Regions from separate parts of the Anser cygnoides genome. Here region 2 is linked to region 1. Evidence: chromatin contacts called from public Hi-C data. All regions are on one chromosome and are shown on one strand. Each heading gives the region's core, a stretch centred on a gene start, on an enhancer-like site or on the middle of the called end of the contact. The rest is flanking DNA. Distances are from core to core; before and after follow the strand shown. Region 1 holds the start of SMS (spermine synthase). Region 2 overlaps MBTPS2 (membrane bound transcription factor peptidase, site 2).

Region 1 (3,773 bases), core at 671-3,170:
TTTTTCAGCTCTTCAGTTGAAGTCCAGTGATTACCAACCATAAAAACAAGGAGTATGGTAAGATGACAGTTTATTCTTTTTCTTTTCTTTCTTTTCTTTTTTTTTTTTCCCACACCAAATTTAATTGAAAAGATGATTCTCTACCTGTCTTCTAGTAGCAGTCCACAATGTTTGGCCTTAAATAGCAAAATTAATGCCAGGAAAAGATCTGCAAGACAAATTGATGTTCTATTTTTTTTTTCCCACGTAAACCTGGTGAAGCTGCTCATGGTATATAAGGGCATAACTGAGCTAGGCTCCTGGCACGTATGAACAAATACCTGTAGGTACTTAGGTGACAGCATCAGTATTACCTTCTTCTGACTATTCCACAATGGAAAGATAACGTAATTATTTCAGCTAAACAAAAGGCTTTGGTAATTTCTTTGCGGCCACTGAAGTCTAAGAAAGGAAAAAAGAATTCAGTAAGCTTCTTTATGTAATGAGGTACTGAAACAACTGCAGCCACTGTAAGCAAAGGTGAGAGACATAAGAGATCATAAAATACAGGAATCTTCCTGGCTGCCTTGTGGCAGCTGCACGTCTGAAAGAAAAATCAGCAGAAAGACCAGTGAAGGGAGCAAGGAAGAGTGATTTATTTATTTATTTATTTATTTTTAAGGCATGGCACTAAGAAAAAGCAGGAATCTTGGTGAAATGGCAGCAAGTACACCCTATCTACTTGCATGTGGGGAATGAGGGATTATATGATCCCTTGTAACATCCAGGATTGGATCAAAGATATTTAATGGGAACCTGCAAAGTCCAGGTTTTTGGCTAACTTTGGCTATTTGGAGAGAGAAAATAATAATAATAATAAAAAGCTTCTTATGGATTGGCTGAGTCAAATTAACGCCACCTGACAAAGTTGTAGTTATTGCAGATCTGCAGACAGCTATGCCTCTTTTGATGCAGGTCACCCGTGAATGTTTTTGCTTTGGTCAGGGTGCATGTGGAATTGTACTGTTCGAAAGGAGGACAATATACGCTTACATTGAAAAAATGTTACTGCAGCTTACGGAAATAATGACGGTAGTACATTAGCTTGGGTGATAATGATAATTTGTAAACTTCTTTTGTTAAAGGCGTGGAATCACATGAAATCACTGATGCCATGGCGTTGTTCAAATTACATCTCAATCCTGCCAAAACCTCTTCAAGAAAGGAACCAAGAGCTGTAAGATGTGTAATAACTGATAACATTAAACACCAATCCTATCACTAAATAGTTATAGATGGTGTGTTTCTGGGTTTGTAACTACACATGGCTCATACCATTTGTAGCTTCAACATGCAATTTTAGTTATCCTTCATTAAAAAACAAACAACAACAAAACAACAAACCAAACAAAATTAAGACTTGAAATGAAGGGTTTTAAGGATTCTCTGGTGCTAGCTCGCCTGAAGCCAGCACCCTGCCTGCTCAGCACAGGCCTTGGGCGAGGAGCAGCTCTGCGGCAGCTGCATGGCCCCAGCGCTGAGGCCACCATCGCCATTGGAAGCTGATCCACGGCCTTAGCGCTGGGAGAGAGTTAAGGGATTTTGGGTGGCGGGGGAGCGAATTGAATCTTAAAGGAAATCGAGACTGGTTTTTATTTTTTATTTTGTTTTTCCCCATCCGTAACGACTAGCCCCAGCAGGACGGCGTGCGGAGGCCCAGAGTGGGAGCCTCAGAGAGGCGGGCACCGGCACCGCCACCGCTGAGGGGCCGCGGGCTCCGGCTCGGGGAGCCACCGCGGCTCCCGACAAGCCGCCGCCATCTCCCGTCGCGGGGCCCAGCCGCGGCCGCCATCTCGGCCAAGAGCCGCCTCCCCTTTCCTCCCCTCCCGCCCCGTCCCGTCCCGTCGCGCCCCCTCCCTCCCGCTAACGGCCGCGGCGCCGCCATCTCGTCCCGCCCCGCCCCGGCCTCCCGAGCCCCGCCCGGTGCGCGCCCACCCCCGCGGCGCCGCCGCAGCCCCCGCGCCCATATAGGCTGCCCCGCCGCGTTTGCCGCGCCGCCGCCTCCTCCTCCAGGCATGGCACAGGGCTCTACCTCACTATGGCAGCAGCAGCGCGGCACAGCACTCTGGACTTCACGCTCGGCGCCACAGGTACCCGCAAGGGCTCTGAGGGGACCCTTCCCGCACACCTTTCTCCCCGTCCCCGGGGGGGTAGCCCCGGTGGGAGCGGCGGTGCTCGCCCTCCCGCCGGGCCCCGAGGCTCGGCTCGGCTGCGGCAGCCCCGCTCCGTCCCCCGCCGCGCAGGTGCCCTCGTCTCTCCCCCGCCCGCCGCCGCCATCACCGCCCCCGGGCTGCCTGCGCGGTGCGGCCCCGCCGCGGCCTCCGCCGGGCCCGCCTTCGCCTCCTGCCTCGGGCAGGGCCCCCGGCCGCCGGGGTGCCGCTTGGGGTGGAGATGGAGGCCTTAGGGTGGCGGTGGAGCCCCGTGAGGGTGGGAAAGGGTGGGTGAAAGGCATGGGGGGGGGGGGGGCGGGGGGGTTCGTCCTTAATCCCGCAGCAGAGGCGTGAGGGGAGTCGTTGGAAACGAAAGGCAGCGTCGCTCCGCGGCTGGCTGGCTGTAGGGGGCACGGTGGAGCCGAGAACCAGGAGGAAGCCACCACGTTTCTCGGCAGGCAAAATGGGTGAAAAGGCCTCCTCGTTCGGGGGGAGCCCTGCTGGGGGCCGAGCGCGGGCAGGGGTGGTGGTGAGACACCCCCCCCTCCGTCCACTTGCTGCCTGGTCACCCCCCACGCAACACTTCCATTTATTATGTGTTTTTTGTTTGTTTTCGCAGGGAGGTAGGAGTGAAGGCAGTTCTCCGCATCTACAAAGAAAATCTGTCGATAGGTTGAGTGGGAAGAGGGGTTTTTCTGTCCCCAGGGCTTTGTTGCGCACTGTGCCCTTCGTGATGTTGCTGTGTTGGAGCCTCAGGGAGACACTGAGAGCAGAGAGGGGGGAGGATGTGAATGGAGTTGTTCTCAAAGCAGTTTGCTTTAGAATATGCAAATATGCTTCAAGGTGAAAGTCTTCTAGGTGGTTTTATGGTGAGGTCTTAAAGTGCAGCTTGGTCACTCATGGTAAGCAGACACCAGCATGCCGTACGTCGTCCTGCCATTTTCCTTAGAATCATTCAGGTTGGAAAAGACTTTCAGAATCATCTGGTCCAACCATCCCCCTACCACCAATGTCACCCACTAAGCCGTGTCCCTAAGCACCATGTCCAACAGTATGAACAGAACCAAGAAGCTAAGCCAGTCTAAAATCCAGTTTTGTGGAACCTCCTGTTCTTCCCCAGCCCCAGTGCAGTGATCTGTTTGCCTGCTTGGTGCACACAGCTCTCATACATTGCAGTGCTGGCATCTGCAGAGGAGTCAGAAACGTCAGAGGAAGGTGTAGGACTAGGTGTACTGAAAACAAACCAGAGTTGTATTAACTGCTCTATGATATTTAAAACTATACCATTAATTAAATAGAGACCATGATAATGATTTTAAACACTTCTCACTCCATTTCCGTTTTCTTTTGAAGACAGTGCTTGCATCTTTCACCAATTAGGATGGATGCAGAAGTGTCGCTGTGCAGACCAAAGGAAGGAAGAAGCTTTTTCTCATTGCATTTGTTTCAGCACAATAGACATTTGTAGTGAGAGGCAAAGAACTTTTCAGAGCCCATGACAGCTCTGAAGTTGGCTGTAGTGTACGTTTCGTGTGGCATTTTCCTTTTGTCTAATGCTTGTGGCCAAGCCATAAAGAGTTGTCT
Region 2 (3,349 bases), core at 302-2,801, 38 kb before region 1:
TACCTAAAGAAATAGAAGTGTCTGTTACTACATCTGCTATATTTACAGATTCTCTGTAACAAATACTCCCAACAAAAAACAAACAAAAAACCAATATCCAGTTTGTGGTATTTAGTCACTGAGAACTGAGCACAGACCAGCAGTTCATTTGAAATATGACAGTGGCTGGTAACATCCTGGCGTTCAGCAAGCTTTGATAAACACTGCCCTACTGAGCTTTGACATTCTTAAGCTCATAGCTGGTACTTAGGAACAGCGAAGAAATAAAAGCATCCAGAAGCCTGTGACCTTCAAATGTCCTTGGCATGGCTGTGAGTTTTTGGACAATTATTTTAAATAGTTTTTGCAGTGCTACACAGCAATATTTGAAAATGTGCCCCTTCCCACTAATTAGAATAGAAGATCTTGTATTGAGGTTAATGGAGTGTATGACATGCGTGCATCTATAAGGCAGCGTAACTGTCAGGCTGAGAAGCAAGAAGGTCCTCTTTTGTCTTTCCTAAGGCAAAAAACAGATGAAGAACTTTCCTTGCTTGTGTTTAAGAACAAAAGCAAAATTGCCATGGAGCTTTTATGAGAGACATGAGGGGAAAAACAATTTCCTGTTCCTTTATGCTGTTCTCTGCTTGGCCTGTGGGGAGCAAGAAAGATCTGGTCTTTCAGCATGCAGAGAGTGAGTGAGTGTTACATAGGTAGGACCTGGGACATAGCACTGCACCGGGTACTGTGTTCATCTAGTTCAAAATGGTCACTTCACAACCACACGGTCAGCGCAGGGTGGTTGGTTGCTTTCCTGAACAATGAAAGCAACCTGATCTTCAGCCTAATCAATGAAAGCTGAAGTTTCTTAAACAGATAAGTCAGTTGTACATTGATGAAGGCTCTGTTCATTAGAAATCACTGACATACATGTAGATGCCTTAATACTTGTTGTGTGTCTGTAGTTCTTTAAAAAGTTAGCTTTTATTTTGGTACATGCATCTTTTCTACATTCCACTAAAAATGGAATGACAGGTTGAATGCATATCAGGTAGAGGTTCCGTAGGATCTGGAAAAAAATAATCGGATTCCAGCTCTTTGTGGGCTAGTAACATATTAGTGAAACCTTTGCTTTAAAAAATGAATAAATAGTACTTTTATTTCTGATCTGTTGGAAAATACCTTTAAATTTGACAATCTTTTTAAATACCCTTTGCAGTATGCCTGTCTACCAGCACGAAAAGTTATCGAGGCCAGCAAAGTTTGTCGAACCAACATGGACTGCCAGAAGGACTTTGTTCCAAGCTTTTGTGTGACTCCTTCTTTAGAAAATCAAACAAGGTTAATCAGGGTAAAACATCCACCCCATATTGACATGCTGTTTGTAGGACACCCTATGCACCTACAGTACACAGGTTCGTATTACTTATTAAAGCAGTCTAACAAAAGAGTTCTAATATGGTTTACTTTTCCTGGCTGCTTGAACAAGGTCTTGGAGCGCTTGTCAGTTAACTTATTTAATGCAGAATCCATTTCTTGTTACAGCCAGTGGAGAGACATGGACTACTCAGGCCTAAAATGAAATGTGCACAGTGCAGTGAGTTACAAAGGTAATAGAAACAATATGTGATATGAGATAGTTGTTTATTCAGAGAAGTATAAAAGGGCTATTCCTATAAAAGATACCGTTCAGCTTAGTCATGGGAAACATACACCTGTATTTTGCTAACACATACACTTCTCGAAATGCTGTTGCGAAATCTCCAGGGCATCTTGCTCCAACGCCTTTCCTGCAGTATTAGCACGACTGCTTGAATCAATAATATCCAAGTATGTATGACAGATTCCCATGACTACTAAACCACAAGTACAATCACAACATAGTTTTTTCCCGATTTTTTTTTTTTTAAGTGCCCTAAATTAAATAGCATATAGCAGTTTAGTTCCTTATTTTGAAGTGGATTATGGCTTTCCTTTAGACAAGATTTTATCCTTGAGTCAGATATACAAGGAAAAAGTAATTCTCTTGGAGCAAGTACAGGAAGAATTAACAAACTAATCTTCATGCCTACTTAGTAGCTTGAGTGGCAGAGTGAAAATGAGCTTCAGAAGGGCTTAAAAAAGTATTAAGTGTTAAAATACTGTCCCTTTCTATAAGGAACTTGTCTGTTACTCAGACAGCTCTACCTCACAGGGAGAGGTTTTGCTTCAGGCATCCTGAAGTATCTCCTTAGCAAGGCATTATGCTTTTCTGAATTAGCATTGGAATTTAGTACAAAAGAGCTTTAGAAACAGTGATGAAATCTGGTTGTGTAAATCCTCTAGTGTTCTTGCATAAACATATCTTTTGTTAATCTGCCAGTCTTTATCTTTCTGTGCTGGTCTTATTTTGATACTTCTTGAAAAATCAGGTTATTTATTTCTACTTCTTTGCACCATAAGGCCATTTATAAGCATAAAACAGGATTTCTTCACTTGTTATTTCTGCCTTTTTGCCATTCAGGAAGAAAAGCATTGGTCAGCTGTGTGATATTAACACACGGTTCAATATTTGGTGACATCTATTCCATATGCAAGAATAATTTGTAAGAATAGTATTTGTTTCAATGTTTGTTTTAAGTTCCTTTTCTCAGCCCTCTAGTTTAACAATACATATCTAGGTATTAAAGAAGAATTGATACTGTTTTCTTTTTCAGTACATTGGAATTTTAGTGTTTCCTAGTACGTGGTAATTCTGCAAAGCAGTCAGACCTGTCTGTCATTCCTTTAGAAATGAGGAAATAATATTATTGGATTTATCTAGAGAGGTAGTTCTAAATTAAGAAATCACCATGTGAAAATAAATAAATTTTAAAAAAGCATATGTACATGGATATAATTTTAAAATGATTTACTATACCCTGGGAACTGCCTAACAAATGTGTTAGTTTGAAAGCTAAAAGCTGACTTTATTACAGAGTTTGCTGACATGCAACCAATGCTTTATGTTCCCCTTGGAAAAACACCAGAGCTAAAGTTAGTTACAGGAGCCTGGCCTGGGCAGCAGTTAGTCCAGCTGCCGTGTTCGTGCATTCCAGTGAAACAACTTTGATGTATTTCAGACTTACTTTGCACTGTACAATACTGGCTTGGGGCCAGCAGATTATTGTTGTTGTTGGTTTTTTTCAGATGTGACAATCAGAATATGGTAGCTATATATATATATTTTTTTTTTTTAATTAAAAAAGGGAAAATAATTTCTTTCTCTACTGTGTGAATTTTGAAATAGAAATAAATGGAAATAATGCCTTATTCTTTAGCATAACCTTCCTGCTTGCAGGAAACACTACTTTTTAGAGAAGTGCTACATTTATCATGCAGCCTGACAGGG

What was found. Hi-C and Micro-C count contacts between places; a contact is called where the count stands out from the background.
Region 2: a Hi-C map of liver shows a contact between it and region 1, with 4 times the contacts expected there. The contact joins the enhancer-like site here to the promoter of SMS in region 1. A contact is called at or near these places in 2 of 7 Hi-C or Micro-C datasets (both in liver).

What each region holds. Positions count from the first base shown.
Region 1 is chr1:127,636,635-127,640,407 of Taihu_goose_T2T_genome, reverse strand. SMS (spermine synthase) reads left to right here and starts at 1,920. Exons shown (of 11, transcript XM_066980866.1): 1 at 1,920-2,129. The coding sequence starts at 2,078.
Region 2 is chr1:127,674,248-127,677,596 of Taihu_goose_T2T_genome, reverse strand. MBTPS2 (membrane bound transcription factor peptidase, site 2) reads left to right here. Exons shown (of 11, transcript XM_013183964.3): 9 at 1,199-1,394. Among named protein-coding and RNA genes, the nearest start is that of MBTPS2, 23 kb to the left of the region's middle. Within about 2 kb of position 1,551, at least 2 of the 3 cell types and tissues checked have open chromatin away from gene starts, as enhancers often do. A contact at or near this core is called in liver, where this site is marked.